Linked DNA regions of Zea mays: regions 2 and 3 are each linked to region 1. Evidence: chromatin contacts called from public Hi-C data. All regions are on one chromosome and are shown on one strand. Each heading gives the region's core, a stretch centred on a gene start, on an enhancer-like site or on the middle of the called end of the contact. The rest is flanking DNA. Distances are from core to core; before and after follow the strand shown. Region 1 has its middle 39 kb from the start of LOC103636824. Region 2 holds the start of LOC103634933. Region 3 has its middle 14 kb from the start of LOC103634934.

What was found. A called contact is a pair of places that touch in the nucleus more often than the background predicts.
Region 2: a contact with region 1 is called in a Hi-C map of ear, with 6 times the contacts expected there. The contact joins the promoter of LOC103634933 here to the enhancer-like site in region 1. A contact is called at or near these places in 4 of 25 Hi-C or Micro-C datasets (ear, leaf and tassel).
Region 3: a Hi-C map of tassel shows a contact between it and region 1, with 2.0 times the contacts expected there. The contact joins two enhancer-like sites. A contact is called at or near these places in 2 of 25 Hi-C or Micro-C datasets (ear and tassel).

The regions. Positions count from the first base shown.
Region 1 is chr8:22,685,034-22,689,644 of Zm-B73-REFERENCE-NAM-5.0, forward strand. It overlaps the pseudogene LOC100273737. Among protein-coding and RNA genes, the nearest start is that of LOC103636824, 39 kb to the left of the region's middle. Within about 2 kb of position 2,023, at least 10 of the 20 cell types and tissues checked have an H3K27ac peak or open chromatin away from gene starts, as enhancers often do. A contact at or near this core is called in ear, leaf and tassel, where this site is marked.
Region 2 is chr8:22,464,671-22,469,281 of Zm-B73-REFERENCE-NAM-5.0, forward strand. It overlaps LOC103634933, which reads right to left and starts at 1,884. Exons shown (of 5, transcript XR_557015.4): 1 at 1,502-1,884; 2 at 1,148-1,347; 3 at 692-929; 4 at 564-615; 5 at 7-375. It also overlaps a transcript of LOC100280975 not described here.
Region 3 is chr8:22,510,389-22,514,999 of Zm-B73-REFERENCE-NAM-5.0, forward strand. No RefSeq gene overlaps it. Among protein-coding and RNA genes, the nearest start is that of LOC103634934, 14 kb to the left of the region's middle. Within about 2 kb of position 2,618, at least 13 of the 20 cell types and tissues checked have an H3K27ac peak or open chromatin away from gene starts, as enhancers often do. A contact at or near this core is called in tassel, where this site is marked.

The DNA of each region.
Region 1 (4,611 bases), core at 773-3,272:
TGGTACGTACGAGGGGGCTAGGCTATCTTACGTACTACTGGACAAAAGCTGCAGAGATGAGAGCTCTCCTCAGAAAATCAAAGAAAATCTGGTGAGTGTGGATGGCAGAGTATTTTGTATTGTTACTCTAAAACGACTTCTTGACTGAGAAAGTGCTTCTTGGGAGACTTGGAATAGTAGTAAAACCATAGCAATAAGTAAGATGATAGCATAATAATCACTAATTCAGCTGCACATTTCACTGGTGGACGCTCAATTGTCGTAACCACCTGGAGATATATTGGAGATAGGGTATGTGTTTTGTTGGACATACAAGGAGTAAAAGAAGTAGGCGGCCACGTTTACTATGATGTTTAGATAAGAGTCACGCGGAAGTGATCGATATGAACACCGAAGCAATTTTTAGTGACGGCATGGTCTCAAAAAATCGAGTAGACGGTGTCGCTCCACCTTATTGTACTTTGACATTAGACCAAATACATCCATACTTCTTCGGTGGGCCACTCGTGAGGATTTCACCATATCTACCTCAGTTTTACATTTAATTAATTCTGAAGTAATCTGTGTTGGCTCTGGAGACTTACTACACGGAAACCTAGCTAGCTAGCTAGAAAATAATGAAGATAAGAAAGCAACTTTGTCGCAGAGGTACACATTAACACATATATAGATCAGTAGTAATAATCATGATCCAAATATATCTTCATGATTCGTCTTAGTTCTTAGTTATTTTTTAGTTTAAAATTAAATAGAAATATATATGGTCTGATTCTAATATGATCCGATCTTTAACTTTATAGTGTAAAATTTAAAGCTAGATACCACCCCTATACATACATAATGCGATTTACCATAGACTTTTATTTGACATACACAACTGACGACACATAATCAGTTACTAGGACACAAAGCCGTAAGAACTTCTAAAAGGATGGAACAAAGTCGTCTTGCCACACAAACGTAAACAATATAATGCAAGTTTTCCACAGACGACCTTTTCATTTTACATAGGACTGACTAGCACATGGAAACTTGAAAAGGGAACGGTTTGATTCGGAGAACGACAAAGCTTTACATGCGAATATAAAATGCTCTCCCTCGTGAATGAGAAGAGGAAAACCGCAACTTGTCCGAAGCCATCAGCTTAACAAACGGTTCGTTCAATTATATGAATTAAAATTAAAAAGACACGGCGCGGATTTACACTACCGATACGCTGCATGACTGGTCTTCTTTGCCGAGTATTCTAAACACTCGGCAAATGTCTTTTTTATTTGACAAAGTTTTTGTTGAGTATTATATTTAACAAAGAATACTTGATAAATATTTTATTGGTAAATGATTCTTCGTCGACTATTTTTTCTGCAATTGGTAAAGACTTCGCCGAATATAAAAAACACATAGATGACTCAAGATAATCCAAATGATATTATGGATCTTTGCATCTTCGATGACTAATATGAGAGATAAATAACGATCTAGACCATTAATTTGTATGTAGTTGGATTACTTTGATATATAAAATTAACTAGATTAGGCATGCCCATACACGTGCATGGGGGTGGTTGTTGAGGAGAGTACGTACATCTAGTAAAGAAAAAAAATAGTGTATTATTGGGGGGTAAGTATGAACTGATGGATTTATTCATTGCTGACCATCACTACTTGGTAGATGCTAAAATTCACCAGAATTAAGTGTTCGACACTATACTTTGTATATGGCCCACGATATATTTCATATGCATGCGTTAGGATTTCAAAAGGCTAGGAATAAGACCCATTCACAGAAGAATGTAGTACATATGAGAAAATGGATTGGAAGCGCATGCACGCGGGTGTTCTCTCTCTCCATTTTTTTTTCTAAGAATCACCTCGAACCATGTTATATGTTGTACGTACACGAACACGAGTATCTACTACGGCTGGATGTTCGTTAGCCGAGAACAAGAACAATTACGGGCCCAAACAGTGAAAAGGAAGATAGCTTCGGCCCAACAAGGTAAAATGAGCAAGCCCATCAACTACATAAGCTCGTTAGTTGCGTACGGACCACTACGTTCCTACCAATACCGCATTACGGGTTCGTACATAGTTAGAGATGGCAACGGATATAAATCCGTCGGGTTTTGCTATCCCAAACTCGTGCCCGTGAAAAATATTTACACCTATTAAAAAACCCGTACCCATGACGGGTTTGAATTTTTGCCCAAACCCATACCCATTGGGTTTGCGGGTACTCACGGGTTACCCGCGGGTTTTTATCTCCAATATGCTTATTCTTTTTATAATCAATAAGTATCGTACTGATTAATGAGATCATAGTCCAAAGTTTATATAATGAACAATGAGTTCATGATTTGGTATAAATAATATTAGTAGAGAGAATTAAATATAAATAATACGTTGTATAATTAAGTTACCTTGCACTAAGTTATACACACCACATATATAACGCTAGTAATAACTATAATAGCAAGCAAGCAACACTATCACCAACTACTTATACATTCACTATTTGATAAAAATTAGGAAGTAAATAGGTAGATAACACGTTTGTTGTTCGTTTATAAAATAAAATGACAATATGCATTAGGTTTGGTCGGGTTTAAAAAACCCACGGGTTCACGGGTTTGGGTACAATCAGAACAAACCCGTACCCATGAACCCGTCGGGTATACATTTATACCCATTAACAAACCTATGGGTATGAAAATTGATCCAAACCCGTACCCTAATGGGGTAAAAACACATCGGGTTTCGGGTACCCATTGCCATCTCTATACATAGTGTAGGTCTGGAGGTATACGTGACCAACGAGTCGTGCTGATTTAATCGGATCAAAGCACGGTTCGGTACGGATAAATATATGGTGGGTTAGATTGGGATAAAGTTGGATCACAGATGGGTTGTGCTAGGTCGTACTCAAGTTGATGGGCTATTTATGTCTAGTATCGTGCTAAATGAGTCGATAGTGCTTATACCGTCCGATGGGTTTGTATCTAAGCCCAAATATGATCCATAATAAACCTCGAGCTGGCCAGACATAGTTACTGTCGTGTCGTGCCATGTCCGTGCCAAAATAAGTGTGCCTCGTGCTGGTCCATATAGACCGACTCATGTGGTCATCTGTAGCCTGGAGGGCAAGTGGTCGATGGATGTGCAAGCTGAAAGATCAAATTAATCTGATCCACGTGCAACAAATAATTGACACAATAGTTGAAAGATTCAAAGCTCCTTCATATTTCATATACGCTTCATTATGCTCGTTGTGTTAGGTTTAATATAGATATATAGCTCATACCTTATTTAATTGGATCAAACTAAGGCCATGTTTCAATCTCATGGGATAAACTTTAGCTTCCTGCTAAACTTTAGCCATATAAATTGAAATGCTAAAGTTTAGCTTCTTGGGTGTCTGAACTACTCTAATAAAGTTTAGCACATTGGAATAAAAAGACATGCATGCCCTAATGCAGAGAGAGAGAGATTGGAGTTGGAGGGTGTTGGAACTTGCTCTCACTCGCAAGGGGGGCCAACAGGGGTGAACGATGACGTTGACAGGGTTACGTGCTAGATGGCAAAAGCTCTGTTAATCCGGCCTCTCACGGGCACTGTGCGGGGGTATTTATAGGTACCTGAGCGCCCAGCGCTTTGTGCTAAGGACGCATGTGCCCTCAGCTACCTAGGTTATTCCCAGAATATTCCCATAAAGCAGGGTTACAGACTGTAATTACAGGGATGCCTTTACAAATTAGACCCGTAACACGCGGCGGCCACGCAGGGCCCGTTACAATGGGCCAGATCACACGTGGGCCTCTGAGCTGGACGAGGCCGCACTATGAGATGACCCCGTCACAGGCCTTCGTCTGGTGCCGAATCGAGCGGAGGGTGTCCCTGTAGGATTACGGGGAGGCTACGCTAGCGCAAAACAAAATTTTCATCCCCATACACTACACGACGGTTCACTTACAGCGACCTACGGTTGGTTGCTAAAACGGCCTTCAGCGACCTACGGTTGGTCGCTAAAAACTTTTAGCGACCCATAAGGATGGTCGCTGCAAGTGCCGTCGCTAAAGGCTTTAGCGACCGACATCTTTTTAGCGACCGACCGTCCGTTGCAAATATTGTATATTTAGAGACCAACCGTGGGTTGATGTACTATAGATTTAGCAACCAACCGTAAGTCGTCATACTATACATTTAGCAACCAACAGAAAGTCGCCCTTTTTACAGTTGTTATTAATAATAATATACATTTAATTAAGCACCACAAATCACAGATTTTTATACACAAATCATAAAGACATACACAGTTAATCAGTATACCACAGTCATAGATCCATCACATAAATACAAAAGCACCACAATTATATATTCACAAAAGCATCACAATTATAATATCATTCACAACTAGATCATTTACAGATAGCTAGCTAGATCATTCACAAAAGCTCCAGAGATGATCAGTCACAAAAGCACCACACTAAACTCAGATTACTCCTTCGCCGCCTGTCCTCCCACAACTAAACTCTCTCTTACCAAATTTCTGCCATAAAGAAGGAACAAATAAACTTAGCTACGAAAAGCTGCCAGTTCCAACTCTGTCAAAGC
Region 2 (4,611 bases), core at 634-3,133, 220 kb before region 1:
TCACCATGCATACACGGCATACAAGAATGCATACATAAGCAACCAGGTTTTAAACAAGAATGCATACAGAATGCATACAAGAAAGTCACCATGGTTTTAAACCAACAATAGAAGAATATCTCAAAGTGCAACTGCCATTCAGTTTAGTGCAACTGCCATACAAGAATTAATTTAAACCAGCAATACAAGAACTATACTGAACCATACAAGGCATCATTTCTCATAAGGTAGATGGTTCTCAGTGATCTGCTTGTCCAGGAAATTACTGGGAAAATCATTCCACCAACAGATTAGTGCAACTGCCATTCAATTTTTCATAGGTTAGAGCTGAAACTGAACTACAATCACCATTCACCATAACAGAACTGCAGTTGTCTGAAAAAAGATAACATGTAACTAGGATTAGTACAAGGGAACAAATAACAACTATAGTATCTAGAATATCTCAAAGTGTAGAGCTTAAATGATCTCAGCAGAAAAATATAGCCATTGCCAACTAGCTCTAGGTGAGAAGATTGTAATTTAAAGTAAAATTTGAAATAAAGATGCTTGAAAGAACATACCAAATTTGCTCATATCATTTGTTCAGGCCATGCATCACTCCCACGAAGCAACCTACATTTATAAAAATGATATTATATGCTTGTAGTCTACAATATTGCATGCTTAGTAGATTCAAGTTATGGCATACCTAATTTTGCGCTTGAAGCCAAATTTCTCTAACATCATGCTCTGTTGTTAAGAAGAAATTGTTGCTCATGGGTCATGGGTTAAAGGACAGTGTTGGCTTGCAGTCCCAGGAATGGTATCAGCCATCAAAGAGATGTTCATGAAGACAACCAACCACCAGCATATGCTCAACTACCACTTGCTTCACTTCACCTCCATGTTTTCACGTTGGCCAATACTGAGGTTGAGCAATAGATGAACTGGCATTGATTGATGCTAGCGATCAGTTGTGAAATTAATCTACACACCTCCCCAATCTTTTTTTTGATGTAATGACCTCCCCAATCTAGATATTACGAACTGTAAATTTCGGTGCTATTATTGAAAAAAGGACAATGCGGTGGTGGGATACTTCCTGTTCAGGTCGACGGAGGACACAAAGGAGCAGGTCCAGATCTGAAGGTAGGTAGGTACTGACCTCGCCGGAGCTTGATCTTCTTCTTGTGGGTGACGATGGTAGGAGGCTTCCTGTTCGGGTCGACGGTCTGCGTGGCCTTGGCGTCGTCCGGCGCGAAGAGCACGGCGTCGATGCCCTGCACGGAGATCCTGCCGTCGGTGTAGATGTCCGGGTCCAAGAGGTAGCGGATCTTGTGCGGCAGAAACCAGAATCAAATGTACCTAGTGCGGCAGGCGCAGGGTGTCGTAGCTGGATCAGAGAGGCAAACCAGAATCAAACGAAGATGCAGGTCGGCAGAAACCAATCGATGAAATCTTTGCTAACCCCCGCGACCCCGGCTTAACCCCCGCGCCCCCGGCTCAGAAACACGCGTACCTGGCTGCAGTAGAGTTCTACTGCTGCAAGAGCTGGAGTGGCGTTGGAGTTGTTCGGTGGAGCGGCGGAGGCGCTCGTGGCGTTGGAGTGGCGTTGGAGGCGCTCAAGCGTTGGAGCGTTGGAGCGGCGGAGGCGCTCGTGGTGCATAGCGAAGACGAGACGAGGCGGCGGAGAATCGCCTGGCCTCCTAAGGCCAGGGTTGTTTCCGACGGGAAAATGGGACAAATCTCTGCACGAGATTGGGCTGCCAAATGACACACATGAATAATCCGAGGACAATCTTCTGGTGGGCTTTCTTCCAGGAGAAAAGGCCAGGAAACCGGCCGGATTTTGGGCTGCCAAACCAGTCCTAATAGAGTAATAAACACTGCACAGATTTCCACATGCAATGGACTCGAGTATCTAAAATCGCTAGCAACGGCATTTTGTATCGATGAACAAACCATTGAATAAAGAAAATAAATAGAAATAAACAGGTATTGTTGAATTCACACAAAAATTGGTCTTAAGACATACACACGAGCTAACCGAATGATCTCTAGAACTTACTGCAATGAGCGAGCTGCAGCTGGACATTCTCTATTGGTATGTTTGGTTGGCTTCTCTCCGTAGCCTGCTTGTATGAGCTAGACCGACGGTGCCTGTATGAGCTAGACCGACGGGAGCCTAGCTCCAGAGATGCGACCAATTTACTCGCGTCTGCAGAGCCTGCTCCAGGGCGCTTTGAGTATCGTGCGAGCCTGGCTCCATATCTGCACGCAGGTAATCAAACACACACCTCACACAAGTAGAGCTTGGTTGACAACAACCAAACACCAGCTCATTGCATTTCACGATGCAAGCACCAGCAAATATAGGCAATATTTTCCTTGTCGGTCAATAAATCCGAGCAGCCATGGTGGCAGTAGGTGAATCCGGTCTTCATTTTGTACTATAGATTTTGTACTATAGTGGGAGCTAAAAAAACCTGCTTCCCGCTGCTCCTAACCTGCTTCCCACACTACAACTCCTCATAAATCACTTCACACACAATTTGCCAAACAATTTTTGTTGAATTCACTTCTACTTGAAAATCATTTGGAATCTCTATTGAAGAATTAGCTCTCAAAGCTAGAGAATCATGCGGCAGCTCTCATCACATCTCTTTGTGACTTTGTGTGAGATAGCGCGATAATCCGAGTAAAACTTTAAAAAATGCTAAAGATCAAATACTATTGCGCAGCCAAGTTTTCCGTGTATTTTCCATACAGTCAGACTATCAAAAGTTAGGACTTGTTTGGTAGAGCTCAGCTTCATGATTCTCTAGCTCCGAGAGTTGATTCTCTAATAGAGTGATTCTGAGTTCTCTATGAATCTATTTGACGAAAACCGTTTGGCATAGGCTGTGAAGTGATTCCTGAGGGGTTAAAGAGTGAGGAGCAGGTTGAAAGTGGTAGAAAGTAAGTTTTTTTTTTCTCACACTTTCTAGTACAAAGTAGAGATAAGATTCACTCCACTTCCACTTTGAAGCTCAGATTTTTATCATTTAGCTTGGCAAGAGTGATTCTCGCTTGGAGCGAAGCTGTGGGAGCTCTGCCAAACACCATCTTATAAAAAAATCTCAAAAATTATAGATATAATTTATTATTTACTCTATCAATATACTAAATTTTAATTTATAATTCATCATAAGTTAAGAGATATAACAAGACAAAAATTCTATCCAATATGAAAATTTGAAAAATGATAGAATTTTAACTTTTTGTATCTCTTAACATAAAAATGAAAACTTAAATTTGGTATATTGTTAAAATAAATACTAAACGCATATAAAGATTTTTTAGAGTTTTTATGACTTTTGATATTTTTTTGCACGACGTTGGCTTGAGAAGCTTGATTGCACAATAGTTTTTCTTATGGAAAAATAGTTTAGTTAATCGAACACTTAAATAAGCAAACAAAAAGACATTTAGTTCGTAAAGAAAATTACACATTATGCGGGCCAAATTAAAAATAAAAACTACACAATGCATAAAAACTAAAACTAACATTATTTGAAGAAAATAAAAAATCACATAACTCATAAAATAATAAAATACAATTTCTATGGTGCAGATCCTAAATATGCTCCATCAAAGGATGACTTCAAAGCTTATTAGTGCTTCAGGGGTGACGGTTGATCCTGCAATTGAGGATTCGACTGTCTTATAGTTGCCCACATCATATAATCTTCTCCGCTCATCCTCAATAATCAAATTATGCGGAAGGTCCACCCAACCTAAAGGGAGTGAGATATTTTCCCAATTTCTACAAATATAAACCCCGAACTACAAATCGTCCGGGTGAACGCGCAACAACCAACCAGTGCGTTCCGTTGAATCGTCGTGCGTATGGGATTAGCAATGGTTGGTTCTTAGGTGCAATAAATAATGGTGAGCTAGTGAGATTTTATAAAAATATAGGTTACGTGCTGACATGGATAATGGAGTAGACATATAACAAGACGCACACACCCATATCACCATGTGAACCCTTTGATCAGTAGTAATTGTGAACATCAACATGATGCGTTTAGTCGATTCGTGTTTGCTATCCCGAGAAGACGTGTATGATCTCTAGCTAGCTATCCTGTGTTAAGAAAAAAAAGATTTCGTCCATGTCAAAAATTCGGAGGAAGAAACACACTTAATATCGAAGGTGGAGATTAATCAAGATCGACGGTCATTAGTTAATAGAATTAGTGTTAATAATATTCCTTAATATAAATCCTGTTCCCGAACAGGCATCCCTCTCTCTCTCTCCTACGACGAGGAAACCGTCCATAGCGAACGGACAAGTTTTCTGTCGTTTCACTATGTATAAATACACACCACCATCGAATGAAAAGTATACGCATCATTTGCTTCAGTCCCTTCGTTTTCTAACATGTTATCAGCACCCGCTCTCGCCAGAAGAAGAAGAGACGAACAGGGAAGGAAGAACGATGTCAACCGAAGACAATCCATTAGAAGAGGAATTATGTCTTGTGGATAGTTGCACCACAAACACTATACTCACAGAAATAAAATATTTTCAGACTATCAAGAGAAAAGAAGGAAATGTCTTAACAATAGCCGGTAGAGATGCTTTGA
Region 3 (4,611 bases), core at 1,368-3,867, 170 kb before region 1:
ATATGGTGTTGATATATAATGTGATGTGAATGATATATATCTTTTGTTTGTTTGGATGGAACAACAAAAGCAAATAAAAAAGAGACATCCTGGTCACTTTGCCGAGTGTAACACTCGACAAAGGGTCGCTTTGCCGAGTGCTATGACCATGGCACTCGGCAAAGAAGGAAACCTGGGAATCGGTAAAGCCATCTTTGCCGAGTGCTGACCATGGCACTCGGCAAAGAAGGAAACCTGGAAACCGGCAAAGACATCTTTGCCGAGTGCTGTTGCCAAGGCACTCGACAAAGATACTGGCAAAGGGGCCCACTGGAGGGTTCTTTGCCGAGTGCCAGTCCACCAGACACTCGGCAAAGAAGCCTCCTTTGCCGAGTGCCTACTAGAGCTCTCGGCACAGGGACTGGCGGTGGGGCCTACTGGACCAGTCGTTGCCGAGGGCCTCTCGAGCAAACACTCGGCAAAATTGGCCTCTTTGCCGAGTGCCACAGAAGGCACTCGGCAAAGGATCCGTCACCGTCACTTGGCGCCGTGACGGTGACTTTTCTTTGCCGAGTGCCAAATGGCACTCGACAAAGTCTTTGACGAGTGCCCGACAAAAAGTACTCGGCAAAGAGGCTGTTGCCGATGTACAGTTCGCCGAGCGTTCTTTGCCGAGTGTAAAATAGCCTTTGCCGTGTGTCTCAGACACACGGCAAAGGAGCTGATTCCGGTAGTGGGTGTTTGCGATATGAACGATCTACATGATGGATATATATGATGTGGACGATGTATATGATGAATGTGATATGAATGATTTATGTGATGGATATATGATGTGGATGATCTATGTATTTGTAGATGTATATGATGCCATGTGGAAAAAATATGTCGTAATTAGATATATAAATATAGATACATGTAATTTTTGTTGATAGATGTAAAGAATAAAATTGTAGCTGCACAGGATAATTTCCATTGGCTATGGTCATCCAACGAAAATTAAGCATGATAGTTTTTGTCGGCTGATCGGACGAAAATTAATCAGACCACTTTCCGTTGATCATCATATCCTGTGAAAATTAGCTAATTCTCGCCGGTGAAAATTACTGTCATGGAGCATGACACTGACGGTGGTGTTGGAAAAAATAATAGAAGTTCAATAAAATACGAGCGATGTGACGTCTAGCTAGTGTAGCTAGTGGCGTAGCTAGAAGGTATGTGTATCTCTGGCATACCTCATAATGTGTAACGTATACACTATATATATATATATATATATATAATGTTTATGGGACGAATAAAAAATATTTAAAAATGTTTAATATAGAAAGAATATTGCACTAATTGTCTTACAGCTTGTGTTTTTTGTGTGTTTTTCAAGCCTATGGTCTCAGGTCCTATTTAACGAAGTATTGTGATGTCCTGCTTAACGGACAAAATAATCATAAATTTGATAATCCAACAATCGATAGCTCAAATTCTTCGACGGACACGTCTCGTGAGATGTCTCTAAATGCTAGACTGTTAGGTGTAGACTTAAATCAAGACATTGATTGTGTATCTTAGAAATTTCAAGCTAAAAGTTATATAAATCTCCTTTCCGTGCCTACACTACAATTTGTAAACTATTAATATAGCTTTTCATCTATTTTATGTTATAGTTTGTGAATATTTTTAGCTTAATCTTTTTAAAAGTTAAGACTTAGTATTATTGTTTTTAACTTAATCTTTAAACACAAGATTTATTATGTAATTTAGTGTATGCATTCCAAATAACGTTTAAATTCTAAAACTATTATGGGGTGTTTGGATCCCTTCATTTTAGAGGAATTAGAATTCACTCAATAAAGTAACCTATTTAGTTTGGAATTTGATATTCCACCACTTTATAAAGTTTAGATATAAGCCGGCCTATCTTAAATTCATGGGGTAGAGGATGTGAAATGATTCTATGGATTAGTAGAATTTGTTTCTACTCTGTAACTTACATGACACTCTTCGTCTCACTCATTTATAGTAAAAATGTAGCACATAAATATCTTAAACAACTTGCTAATAATAATATATATAAATATATTTTTGTATAAAATCGAATTAGTTTAATTGATATATGACTAAATTATTATTATTACAATGGAATTCAATTCTAATGATCCAAACGGGGTGTTACTGAAATATCAAATAGTTTAGTCGAATAGTTTGATTAAATACAATGTATATGTAAGTTTTAGGTGATATAGTAAAATTATGGATACGTCACCGCGGCGTGTCTGGGCCTAGCTAGGACGGTTTGATCTCAATCGACTGTGCAATGTATCTCTGGTAACTAATATATATATATATATATATATATATATATATATATATATATATATATATATATATATATATATATATATATATATATATATATAATTGTGACGTTCAGTGTATCCCTGATAAAAATCAACTCTCGCTTCCTTGGAGCATGAGCTAGTGAAGGTGGATGGGACACGTACGTGTGTACGTAGCGACATCGTATCCATGAGGATCGTCCGTCAACCAAGAGAAAAGGGGAAAAACGGTCGGACAGTCAACGGATCATGACGCACAAGATTACAAGCTACAACATCAATTGGTGAGGTCTCTGTCCCCTGCGCACGCAGAGAAAGTTCGGAGCTACTTCGGCTGCTGCTGCCTCTGCATGGAGCATGAGCGCGCGCGCTATGATAACAACGACGAATTCCAAGCCGGACCGGGCCGGGCGCCGGCGGATCGGACGATTTGGACGGGAAGGAAAGACGCGACGACCACTTTTCTCATGCATGGTAGGGCATGTACAACAAATGCCCGATTAATTTTTATAACTTTAAACTTCTATATCATAAATACACATGTATCTCTTATATTTTTTTCAATTAATCACTAAAACATCTTAAGAGACCATATATTAAATAAATTTGTACAGTCTTAATTAGCCCTCGGATCCACAGGAAAAGTTCTAGGGCATGTATCCAATTAATTAACCCTCTTGTCATGATGTGGGAGCGGCACACCATGCATATGCATGCAAGACAAGTCGGGCGAGATCAGCATGACTCGAACCTTGACTACCAAGTTCAACATATAGCACTTACACCATTATGTTAACTACTATTGTCGGCGTTTCGGACCCGAAGGGTCCCTGTACCGACTAGTAAATTTTGTCGCTGCGTATCCCTACCCAGATGGGTTGGTGCGAGATGGAACACAAGAGGGAAAATGAGCCTTGTATTATCCTGCACCAGTGTGCTCGTAGTAGGGGTTACAAGCGTTGCGAGAGAGCGAGAGCGAGAGAGCGAGCACGAGAGAGAGAGAGGGGGGGTCCGGCCCTGCTCATCTTCTCCCGTCCCTTTGCCGTACGTCTACTCGTCCTGTCGTGCGTCTCTCGTCTCCCCGTACGTCTCCTCGTCTCGCCGTGCGTCTCTTGTCTCCCCGTACGTCTCCTCGTCCCGCCGTGCCTCTCTCCCCCTGCCTCTTGGACATCCTCTTTTATAGACATAAGGAGATGGCCCAGCTGTACAATGGGGGTGTAGCTATGTGCTACGTGGCCAGCGGGGAAGTGCTTGGTCGCTATGCTCGTGTTAACGTGTCCGTTGGAGAAGTGCATGAGCCCTGTAGAAGCACAGCTATCGGTGCTGCATGGATCTTGCTGACGTCTAATTGCTTCCGTAGGGGGCTTGAGAACCACCGACGTCATGGACACACGCGGGGAACCATCATTGCCTGTTACCGGGGTAAGCTAGATGGGACGCCGATCTTGTTCCTTCGTAGCCTGAGCTAGCTAGGAGTAGGGTAATGATGTTTCCCTTGTGGCGTGGTCGATCCGAGCCTGAGGTCGGGCGAGGCGGCGGCTCTTCCGAGGCCGAGGCTGGGGCCGAGGCCCAGGGTCGGGCGAGGCGGAGATCTCCTCCCGAGGCCGAGGCCTATGGTCGGGCGAGGCGGAGCTTCCTGTTGCGCCTGAGGCTAAACTTGGCTGTTGTCGGTTTCACCCGGGTGGTTGGCACAGCACCCGGAGCGGGGCAGGCGGCGCTGTTTTCCTGTCAGATCGGTCAGTGAAAGGGCGAAGTGACTGCGGTCACTTCGACCTTGTCGACTGAGGCACGCGTGTCAGGATAAGGTGTCAGGCGATCTCAGCATTAAATGCGCATGCAATACGGTCGGCTTGGTAAGGCGATTTGGCCAAGGTCGCTTGCACGACAAGGCTTGTCTTTGGCCGAGCCGAGGGTGCGCTCACTGCCTGAGGAGACCCTTGGGCGAGACGTGAATTCGTCTGGGACCACTGTTCCCACTCGAGGCCGGGCTCGAACGAGGCGAGATCGCGTCCCTTGGTAGACGAAGCTTTGACTTTGGCCCGAACTGTCTGTCTTCATGGTTTGCTCTGAAGGTGTTCAACAGCCGTGTTTAGGAGTGTTTGGGGTACCCCTAATTACGGTACCCGACAGTAGCCCCCGAGCCTCGAAGGGAGTGCAGGCACTCGCTTGGAGGTTCTGCCGGATTTTTGCGAGGGGACCAGGCTTTCTCGGATATGTTCCGTTCCGGTGGGTGCGCGCGAGCGCACCCACCGGGTGTAGCCCCCGAGGCCTCGGAGGAGTGGTTTGACTCCTCTGAGGT